Linked DNA regions of Ovis aries: region 1 is linked to region 2. Evidence: chromatin contacts called from public Hi-C data. All regions are on one chromosome and are shown on one strand. Each heading gives the region's core, a stretch centred on a gene start, on an enhancer-like site or on the middle of the called end of the contact. The rest is flanking DNA. Distances are from core to core; before and after follow the strand shown. Region 1 holds the start of LOC101119611 (WASH complex subunit 2). Region 2 holds the start of ERCC6 (ERCC excision repair 6, chromatin remodeling factor).

Evidence for each region. A called contact is a pair of places that touch in the nucleus more often than the background predicts.
Region 1: a Hi-C map of hypothalamus shows a contact between it and region 2, with 3 times the contacts expected there. The contact joins the promoter of LOC101119611 here to the promoter of ERCC6 in region 2. A contact is called at or near these places in 2 of 16 Hi-C or Micro-C datasets (hypothalamus and tail adipose tissue).

Annotation. Positions count from the first base shown.
Region 1 is chr25:43,075,518-43,081,156 of ARS-UI_Ramb_v3.0, forward strand. LOC101119611 (WASH complex subunit 2) reads left to right here and starts at 3,899. Exons shown (of 30, transcript XM_027962407.3): 1 at 3,899-4,016; 2 at 4,102-4,224; 3 at 5,015-5,179. The coding sequence starts at 4,014. It overlaps LOC105605067 (a long non-coding RNA gene), which reads right to left and starts at 3,868. Exons shown (of 2, transcript XR_003587026.3): 1 at 3,820-3,868; 2 at 119-3,440.
Region 2 is chr25:42,681,779-42,687,553 of ARS-UI_Ramb_v3.0, forward strand. ERCC6 (ERCC excision repair 6, chromatin remodeling factor) reads right to left here and starts at 3,480. Exons shown (of 21, transcript XM_004021559.5): 1 at 3,408-3,480. It overlaps LOC114110835 (a long non-coding RNA gene), which reads left to right and starts at 3,634. Exons shown (of 2, transcript XR_009598525.1): 1 at 3,634-5,775.

The sequences.
Region 1 (5,639 bases), core at 2,649-5,148, 390 kb after region 2:
TAAGGTTCTGGGTCTGAGATCTCCCCTGATACACTTGACTTCACAAATACCCCTACAGGAAACTCCTCTAGGATTTTCACTGGTTGACAGTTTTAATCATATAAGGATAGCAAAAGGGTCACTCGTATGGTAGGTAGATTTATGTGAATTTTCATGCATGGTTATTACAGTACAAGATCTCTTTAACGTGAGTAAATTCAATACAAAACACGACTCAAAAACATGTGAAGGGATACCAGTAAAGACAGTAAGACTGAGCACACAGGAAAGGGAGTTCAAAGCAGCGCCATCCCAGGGGAAGCAGGAAGGGCTCAGTCAAGAACATAGCGATTACTGGCCTTGGGCAAAAAGGGGTTGACTTTTCCAGAGACTGGAAACAAGGAGCTGGGCAGTCTGTAGCCTGTTCCTGTTGCTTGCCAAGCATCCCTTCTTCCCACTGTTTGCAGCATTTTTCTCATCATAGGCTTGTGTGCATGCGTGTTCACTCGTGTCTGACTCCATGCAGCTCCATGGACTGAGTGTAGCCCGCCAGACTCCTCTTGTCAATGGGATTTTCCAGGCAAGCACACTGGAGGGGGTTGCCATTTCCTGCTCCAGGGGATCTTTTCAACCAGGACAGAAGCAGCATCTCCTGCACCGGCAGGCAGATTCTTTACCACTAGCGCCACCTGGGAATCCCCCTTCTTCCTGATTTTGGTAACAGTCCCAAATTTTCATCTGGGGACTATTTCTCTCCATTCTATACGATCTCGGTAGAAGAACCAATTTTGGAAGTGGGAATGTGATCCAAGGGAAGCTAATGAGATTCTGTTTATCTCAGGAATGTGAAATTCAGAGGCAAAAACCAAGAAGGAAGATGACTGGAACTGAGCTCCTCTGATGGTGGTGACTCAGAGGCGGCGGTCCCACGTTCTTCTGATTTATGTATGGTCTTCCCAAGACCAGTGTCTGCTCGGCTTTCCTTAAGTCCAGTGAGCTCTATAATGTCTTTTCCCCACCCCCGATTCTGTTTTGAGTTTGCCAGTCATATTCTGTTGTGTGCAAAGAAAAAAAACTATGGGATACAGAACGTGTAGACATAGAAACATCTGAAGTTGAAATGAGAAGCGGAAGTCTGCTTTCTCTGGAAGAGGCAAATAGAGCGGACAGTTTGAACCACACGGTAAAGTTACGGAAGAGATCTAATCAAGGTTAAGTACACGGATCAAGTAAAAGAACTGTTAACCAGTGCTGAGGGGCCCGCTAAGTTTGCAGAACATGAAATCGTAGTGATTTCCTTCAGGAACCTAGGTATCAGTAAGGAGAAAGGGCATAGTCAGACTGATTCAAAGCTAGGAGCCAGCAGGGACCATGTGTCAAAACTATGAAGTGAGCCTATTAATGGGCTGTCAACAGAAGTCAGAGGCTAATATCATGAGCTCTAGGCAGACGAAGCAAGGAAATAAAGCTGAGAGGGTGAAATGGCACGGTGGGGCATTGAGAGACTTGGCTTGGTTGAGAAAAGACCAGGGATTAACAGAGGGCCTTGGAAGCTTAAGCGGCAGCTCTATTACAGTCCGCAGTGAGAAGCCAGCAGTTTCAGCTGAGGTCCAGGGTGTGGGTGATTCAGGGGCTCTGAGAATTGGAATGCAGATTAAGGCACACTGAGGCCAAGCTTACCCATGCGCCCACTGCAGTTGTCCATGATGATGTTAGAGGAGGTGTAAGTTTGGTAATTGGCTCGGCCCAGTTTTACCAACCAAATTCTAAAGTGGTTTTATTTATTAAAAATATTTTAAATGAATGTGAAGGAATGGCCAGGAGGTTGGTAGACTGCAACTTAAAAATGAAGTTCCGTCAAGAAAGGAAGACTAGCTACAGAGCAACGTAGTGGCTAAGAGTGTGGGTTCCAGGCACCGTTTGTTTAGTGTTTTGTCTAAGTTACTTAACCTCTCTGTGCCTCTTATTTCCTCAACTATAATGCAAGCAGAGTACCTGCTTCACAGTCATTGTGAGAATCAAATGAAGTAATATGTATAAAGTAGTAAACTCCTAGTACTTCAAACGTTATCTATCACTATTATACATGAGACATTATAAAACATAACATGATACTCTATGATGAGTATTTGTGAAAAGTATGACAGTGTTAGCTGCTCAGTCATGTCCGACTCTTTGGGACATGGACTATAACCCACCAGGCTCCTCTGTCATGGGATTCTCCAGGCACAAATAGTGGAGTGGGTAACCATTCCCTTCTCCAGGGAATCTTCTTAATCCAGAGATGGAACCAGGCTCTCTCACATTACAGGCAGATTGCTTACTCCCTGAACCACCAGGGAAGCCTGGATATTTGTGCAAACATTAGAAAATAACTGAGGTGGTGGTGGTGGTTTAGCCACTAAGTTGTATCTGAGTCTTGGGATCCCCATGGACTGTAGCCCGCCAGACTCCCCTTCCATGGGATTTTCCAGGCTAGAATATTGGAGTGGGTTGCCATTTCTTTCCCCAGGGGATCTTCCCAATCAGGGATCGAACCCTGGTCTCCTGCATTGCAGGCAGATTCTTTAGAAACTGAGCTAGGAGGTAAGCCCCAAATAACTGAGGAGGGGCACTCAAAACTATCCTTGGGGTAATCAGGGAAGTCTTCACTCAAGAGAAAGAGGCAAACAGGAAACATAGGGCAAGAGTTTGATAAAGAAAGGGCATAGAAAACACGGGCAGAGCTATGTTTAATGCTTACAGTATGGCAGGCACCCTGGTACTTTACAAATACCACATTTAACACCACATTCCTGAAAGATAGGTAACTTACATGGATTAAATAACCTGCCCATGGACACATAGGAATGGGAAGAAATTGGAATCTTCATTTTAAAAAGTAAGTTGGTCTGGCAGAAGAAGGTCTCTGCAGATGGACCTTCGGGCAAGTGTGAGGCAGAACAGCTGAATCACTCAGCGCTCCCGGGAAGCCGGGAAAGTTGAGAATGGATTCACAGGCAGGGGTCAGATTACAAATAGATTTTGGACTTGAATCTGAGGGCATTGCCTACGGAGTAAAGGATTTAGGGAGTAAAGGATTTTAAGGAGGCCCTACCCAGTGAGTTGAACCCGAGCATGTCCTTAAAAGCATGATGATAACGAGACAGATCCATTTCCAGTAAATCTAGGTTTCTGTGTGCTGACCCAGTGACAATCAGCGGAGATGTAGCAAGGAAGAGGCGCAGCAGCCGCGAGCTCTTCTTCTGCACACATCTCCGGACGTTTAATGCTCCTTGGATGGGTCGTCCAAGATCCTTTTGGCTCCCCTCTGAACACATCTGGTTCCCTGCATACTTCCGGACTAAGTACGCGCCGGCCACTCGGGTCCTTCAGCTGAAGCTAAACTTGACTCCGGCACCCCTTAAGCGCCCCCTGGCTTCCGCAGTCTTCCTGTTTTTTTTTTTTTTTTTTTTCCTTTTCTAAAGTGAAACAGATTTTAAAAAAATTATATTATAGTTGATTTACAGTGTTGTAACTTCTCCTGTACACCAAAGTGATGGTTATATACAATCTTTTTCATATTCTTTTCCATTACGGTTTACCACAGGATATTGAATACCGTTTCCTAGGACTGTGTTGTTTATCCGTTAAATACGTAAGTTTGCATCTGCTAACCCCAAACTCCCAATCCCTTCCTCCGCTGACCCCCCACCGCTTTGACAACCGCAAGTTTGTCCTCTACATTCGCGAGTCTGTTTCACGTACAGTGTCTGCATATAAGTGATATCATATATTTGCCTTTCTCCTTTTCACTGTTCCTTCAGTACGACCATCGCTAGATCCATGCACGTGACTCACCCGCAGCCAGCTGGCCCAGCCTCCCTTCAGCGGCCCCACATCCGGTCACGTGAGGGGCAGGTCACGGGGCGCGCTGGTCACGTGAGGCCGGTCACGTGCCAGGGCCGCACTGCTAGGGGCTCGGCTTCCGGAGACGCTGGGGCTCAGCGGGTGCGGGCCTGCGGCTTCGGAGCCCACCAAGCTGCGCAGCCGGGATGGTGAGGGCGGCGCTCTGGGTTGGGGCTGGGCCGCGTCCGCCGCCTCCCCGGAGCTCAGCCCCTCTTCTCGCCCTTCCCGCTGCAGATGAGCCGGGCCACCCCCGACCAGGAGCGAGCGCCGGCGTCCGAGCCCGTGTGGGAGCGTCCCTGGTCGGTGGAGGAGATCCGCAGGAGCAGCCAGAGCTGGTCGCTGGCGGCCGACGCGGGCGTGAGAGGCGGGACCCGGGACGGGAGCGGAGGGCGGGCCGTCTGCGGGGGATGCGCGGCCTGCGAGCGGGAGGACGTCAGTCCCAGCCCCTCTCCACCCAGTTGATCCCGCTCTGTCTCTCGTGGACTAAATAACACCCCTTCTTGCTCTCGAAAGCTTCCTGGTGGCAGTCCTCAGGCCTTTGGGCGGATGCCGGCCGGCCGACTTCAGCTCTCCTGAGGGCTCCTGCTCGGGCTGCCGCCCATCGCAGGGCCCTCTCTTCCTTGTTCGGTTTTTTCAGCCAGGCGCCAGCTCCATCCTGAGCGGAGAGTTCGGCTTCCACCACGCCGCAGGCTTGCAGTGGCACCTCATAGGCGACTCCCTGTTGAGATCTGGGCTGAGTGGGTTGGGAGACAAACCAGTATATGAATATCGTTGAGTAAGACACCTTAGGCCTGGGACCCAGTAAGCTCAGAGTCGTGGTTCCAGAGTCCCGTTTGAGTAGGATTTTTGGATGAGCAGTGCTTTGTCATTTTGCCTTTCGTCTGTGATCCCTGTAGAAAGACAGTCAAACAACACTTTAAAGTTTCTCCAGAAACGAGATAGAAAGTGTCCACTATTTGATGAGCTTTCCTAGTGTTTTTCTATGCTGCTTGGCCTTGGTACTGTCAAAAGCAGCATCCCTTTTCCGTTCCAACACACACACACACACACACGAAATAAAATGGTTGCTTTTCTGTTTTGATACGCAGAATAGATGAATAGTATAGACGCATATTGATACTGCTGTATATGTTTGTTTTTTAAATAGCTACTACAGTTTCTGCAGGAATTTTCACAGCAGACTATCTCTAGGACTCATGAAATCAAGAAACAAGTGGATGGACTAATCCGGGAGACTAAAGCCACCGATTGCCGCCTGCACAATGTCTTCAATGACTTCCTTATGCTCTCTAATACCCAGTTCATTGAAAACGTGAGTTACTTAGTTGCATCCAAGTTTTAAAGAAGTAACACGGTTAGAGGGAGCAGTAGTCAAACTGTGATATTAACTGGCCTGTTGTTAGGTTCTCTTAAATTCTGGGGTAAGTAGTACTTCTTGGTAATTGATGTTCCCTCCCTTTTTATTAGTCAAGTTTACCTGTTTTTTCAAGCCTTTGAGAAAACCTAATGATAAAAACTTCCTCATATTCCAATGTTTTCATCCATCATTAATTCTGGAGTTGTCAGCAGTTTTGGTGAATTGCATGGCCCTCCAACAAGCCTTGTTATCCTCTGTAAGGAAAGCCATGCACCTGGCCTGACCCTCTGGGCACCAGCATGTTACTAATTGTGTGCATTGTGTCCTGCTAAGTTATATTAAAAGCATGTGTGTGTCCACTTGGACTATTCTGAACTAATGCCTTGTTATGCTGGCTGAACCTGTGTCACAAAAT
Region 2 (5,775 bases), core at 2,230-4,729:
CTGTGAATAAACTCTTTATTTCTATGAAATGTTCACAAGTTCCCTAACAAGCTCCACTCATTCCTCATTAAATAAAGTGATGCCAGTGGCCAAGCACTAGGGTACAAAGATGCCAGGAACTTAGTGTCCCCCTGCCCCGAGGGGCTCACTCTCTACTGCAGAAGCATGCCAGTGGGGCAGGTCGATAGAAGAGGCACCGACGAGAGGCCAGGTGGATACAGAGGCCTGGTAGACACAGAGGGCGGCACAGCGCACTGGATCTGGAGTTCAAAAACCCCAGGCAGAGTTTTGCACGTGTGGCCCACGATCTGACGCACATAAGGTGTTCATACGTGTGGAAAGGAAGGCTCAGACAGGAATCTAACAAGTCTGGTCTGGACAACTGAGTCACTGGTGAATTCAGTCACGAAATTTGAATCAGAAAGGAAGCAGATGGGAAGCAGCCAAAGCCGTCCGGCCAGAATGCAGGCAGAAATATGAATCTGGGCTCTAGAGAAAATCTGGACAAGATGTGGAAATAGCAGCAGAGTAAACAGCCCCAGGGACCCCAGGGCTCTTGACGGGGACCAGAAAGTCTTTCAGGGGATAAGAAATAGACACAGGTTGAAAAGGTTAAACGAGAACAGCAGAGAAAGAAAATTCCTCTATCTGGGGCCCTTCTGATTATTTCCAGGAGAAAGGATCAGATTGGCACTCTATTACTTTCAACAGTGAGCGGGATTCTGGCTCCGAGCCTTCATACTAGCTGGAATTTTTAAATTGTTCTTATTTGTATGTATACAAGGATTTCCTTTTCAGTTCTTAAAAAATATACTAATCAATCAAAATATTAAGTAATAATTCTGTAGTGCAAAGACGAAGTTAAAATAACGATGTCTGGAGAAAACGTCTAATAAGGAGTTAGGAAGGAATGGTCAAACGTGGAAAATAATAGGGCAAGTTCTAAGGAAACTACAAAGGTTCCAGTGGATTTGGAAAGTTGAGCAGTGGTAATCTTAGGATAAGGAAACAGAGGCCTAAGGATAGGCTATGGCAGAGAGATCACTGGAATAATAAAGTAATCAAAGGATGGGGAAGGAAAATTTGGTCAAGAAAAACTATAGGAAAAAAAAAAAAAGAAAAACTACAGGATGAATAGCGAGTGGGGGCTAGGGAGATAACCTGCACAGAAAGCGGTGCGTGAGACAGCAGCAAGCACAGAGTGAAGAGGGCACAGCTCACCTCTCTCCGACTCTGGCAGGAGGAAGACCCCTGACGGACCTAAACTAGAGATGCAGAGGAGAGCAGCTCAGCTGGACCACAGAGAAAATGCTCTGCAAGGCAGGAAATGTGGGCATTACCTGAGTCAAAGGACACAGCTGGGATGGGAGGTGGGGGGAGAGCAAGAGTCTGAACCAAGCAACCTGTATTAGCGAAAAGGTGACAGGGAACAAACACTGGTGACGGGGGTGGAAGGCCTTCCAGAGGCGAGCTCCCCAACCAGGAACTGCCAACAAGCCCAACTGCCTTCTTCAGTAATTAGCAGTCCCAGGGGACCGCTTGGGGTAAAGATGCTGAGGAGATGTGGCGGAAGTCAATACAATGTGGTGAAAACAATCACCCTCCAATTAGAAATAAATGCATGTTTTCAAAAAGATGCTGAGAATTTGACGTAACTGACCTTGGGGTCCAAGCTGGGCAGATTAGGGGAAAAAAAAGCCAGGAGGCACTGAAGAGCGAGGAAGGAAAAGACAGCTGAAAAGGAGAAAAGAAGGAAGAAAGGGATCAAGAAGCCACTTGGAGAATACACCAAAGGGCAAGTCTCCTGGGAATAAGAGATGAAAACCAGGAAGTTTTGGTTAGAAGGAGGAATTTCAGAAATGAAATAAATCAGCTGACATTCAATAGATATTTACTGAGTCAATTACACCAGACAATGTACTCTGCCAACGAGTTTCTGTCTGCATAGAACTTAGAAGCTCTTGCAGATGACACGTATTTTAAGAATTATATATATATGTATTTACATACATGGGCTTCCCTGGGATATGCGCACTTAGTGGTTCAGTCATGTCCGACTCTTTGCCCCCACCATGGACTGTAGACCGCCAGCCCCCTCTGTCCACTGAATTTCCCAGGCAAGAATACTGGAGTAGGTTGCCATTTCCTTCTCCAACATTAGTAAGTATTTACACATAAATTACACACACAGAAATATAACTGGTAACTGCTATAGGAAAGTACAGACTTCTTTATAACAAAATAACAGAGGAGCCTGGTATTATAGAAGTAGGTGTGAGGTCAGGGAGGCCTCTTTGATAAACTGATATGTGAACCACCATCTGAAGGATGAAATAACAGGCCAAAAGTGAATATTTTGCAAAGAAATAGCATGTGTGATTTCTAAGGCTGGTAAGAGTTGGTGCTATTGAAAAACTGGAAGAAGGCTGGAGCATTCTGACAAATCTCTATTGTACATGAATTACAGAGTTAAAGAAAGTGATAATCACTCATTTACAGAACGTCTAACACTCTGCAAGACTTAACCATCTGGAAAAACAGTATCTTCACTGTCCTCCTTTAAGCGCTGGGGCGTCTGTGGGAGGCGCTGGATACTGGTTTGGAGGTTTAGTTGTATATGTGCAGAACTGGGAAGCCGAAGGGGTGTGCTTGGAGATGGAGCCATAGGCAAGGGCCAGATCACAGGGAGCCTAGGGAAACGTGAGCTTGGATTTTTCTCCAAGTGTAACGGAGTGACTCTTAACAGTTTCAAACAGGGTGACAATGCCATGACCCAATTTATGTTTGTAAAAGACCAGCTGGACTACAGTACGGATAATGGACTGGAGGAGACAGCGCACCATGGACACGCTGGGACCCGTGCGGGTGAAAAGTGGCAGGAGCTTGGAAGAGGGTGACAGCAGCGAGGATAAGATGCTACGTGGGCAACCTTTATGCCTCAGCATTTATATGCGGACTGCTCAATCCTCCTTCACATACTCCCACTTTACTGTATCAACTGCCTGACTTGTTTTCACCCCGACCGTCTCGTTCAAATAACAGCTCCAGTTTTAACCGAGATCAAACAGGGCCGGGCTGACCCTAATTGCGGGGGGCGGGGAAGGACACAGAGCCGGAAAGCCGGTGCTTAGTCGCCGGCCCTCCTTGCCCTCGGCGGAGCCAGAGGCGCGGCCGCCCGGCCCCACCGGTCCTGCCAGGTGAGCGCTCCCCAGCGGCACTTCCGGCCGCAGGTGGGCTGGCGCGACAGCCGCGCGCCCACACGAGGGCCCGCTCCCGGCCGCCCGCGCGGAAGCCGCCGCCCCGGCCCCGCCGCCAGGGGCCCAGGCGGGGCTGCGGCCGCCCGGAGAGTCGGCGCGGGCCCCGGACCTGTCCCGCCAGACATTCAGCCAGGCCGCCAGAACACTCACCCCTGGGCCGCGCGGCCACCCGTACGGAGACGTACACGCAGCAGCCGCAGTCAGCCGCCGCAGGACTTGGACTAGGACCGGGCGCGGCGCGTGCGTCCTCACGTCTCCTGCGCCGTAAGCGCCGCCCCCAGGACTGACCCGACAGCCGGGCGCGGGCGGGGCCTAGAGCGCATGCGCCGGCTGCGGGGCGATTTTGCGCGGGGGTGAGGCCACGTGGGTTGAGCTCGTGACGCAGCCGTGCTTTCTACCCGGGAGCCGAGTGCGGACGTGGTCCTGGCTGCTGATCTCTGGATTGTGGCTAGCGGTTCACGCGTGGTGAAAAATACATCTTTAGTAAAGGCGATTATCAGAATCGAAAGAAGGTATAATAAGAATGTTTCCAGAAAAGGCAGAGAGGGATACGCAGTGTGCCGAGCGACTATGCTGACAACCATGAACCCCAAAGAGAAAATAAGCTTGGGGAGAGGAGCCGTCTGGAGCTCCGCACGCTTCAGTAGCCGGCTGAAATGTCATCTGGCACGGCTGTTAGTACGTGAGGAATAGGGAGAGGGCTTATTTATCTTTGTTCCCCCTCTTACACACACACACATACGCTCCCCGAGTGGTGTGTGTACATAGTGGGCCTACGTCGGTGTCTTGATTGCGTTAGTCAGTCACTTAATATTTGTCCTCAGATCAAAAAGGAGGATTTTTGAGCCGGGTGACATTTCAGCTCGGAACTTTTGAAGAAACAAAACGGTCACAGGTTTTGTTCTGAACACAGGTTCAGAACAAAGGGAGAAAATTGAGCTTCACCTGAGGAAGGAGTAGCCCCCTTTGGGTGGCAGCTGTATCAACCAGCAGCTTCTTTGCCCAGAGATTCCTGCTCTGGGAGAGGGTGGATTTTCCAGGCGTCAGCGCCAGAGAGTCTTCTGGGAGTTAGTGACTGTGGGAAGGACCTTCCGGGTCTGAGTAGGAAAAGGGGGTAGGAAGTGTACTTGTAACACTCAGTAATGGCACCGTATCTGTCCTGTTGGCGTTGCCAATCTGCATATGCCTAGAGCCATCCCGCATCAAAATAACTTGTTTCTTTTCTCAAAAGGAATAAAGAATTCTAGTCATGCCTTGAATAAAATATTGAAAATAGTAATGCATTAGTAAGATATTAGTTGGAGTGCTTGAATGGGAGAGCAGTTTTCCCAGGTATATAGTGGTTACCACTTTGAGAATGAGGTCCCCTTTTTACTGTGCACTCTTTGGGTGAGCCCCTATAAATCATTCAGAATTTGGACAGGAAGCAAATGGTACACCAAGACTAGGTAGTTGAGGAGAGTTAGTAACAGTGTTTACAGAGGTGTGGGCAGGATTTAGGAAAATAACTCAGGATGGGATAGTAACGGTGGGGCTAGTGAGAGGCCAGGAGCCTCTGTTGCCATCTGTTTTGGGCTAGATTGCATCCCTCGGTTCATTTGAAATTCTAACCCCCAGGACATCCAAATACAGAACTGTATTTGGAGATAGGGTCTTTAAAAACCCTAAAAACTGTTAAGTTAAACTGAGGTCATGAGGGTGGCCCCTAATGTAACTGGTGTCCTTATAAGAAGAGGAGGTTAGGACAGAAAGATGGAACCAAGACCGTGTGCAGACACGGGGAGAAGATGACCATCTACAGGCCAACGACAGAGGACTCCGAAGAAACCAGCCCTGCCAACACCTTGATCTCATGCTTCCAGGCCCCAGAGCTGCACAGAAGTTAAGTTCTGTGACTTCAGTCACCTACTTTGTGGCACTTTGTATGGCAGCCCTAATGAACTAATAGATACATCATCCCTGGTCCTGAAGGGATCATGGGAGGACATGGGTTCAGAAGACAGTAGCTGAGTGGAGAAGACCACTGGGCCAGAGAAATGCAACAACCTGTGCTCACTCAGCAGGGGGGACCTGGGGGGATAAATACCCTGGCCCCACTCTCCTCCATTATTTCACCTGCTGGAGCCTCCCCTCTCAAAACCACTGAGCAGTAATTCCCTGGCAGTTCACTGGTAAGGACTCCTCACTTCTACTCTTGGGGCACAGGTTCAATCCTTGTGGGGAACTGATACCACGGGCTGAGTGGCACAACCACAAGCAAAACAGAAAACACTGAGAGCCAGAGGCGAGGGAGCCTGTAGACGCCCACCCATACGGATCAGTCTCTCAGAGCACAGGGCAGGGTAGAGAGAGATGAGAACATCAAACATACGCAACATATCCCATGCAATTATAATTATCCTTTTAATGGCCCTTTAATTTAGAAAATGCATGATGACTCTGAGTCAATTCAGTAAAGCTTTTTTACATGAATTTGTATTTAGTTAACTAATGGATTTTATACTTTCAGCCAAGCTTC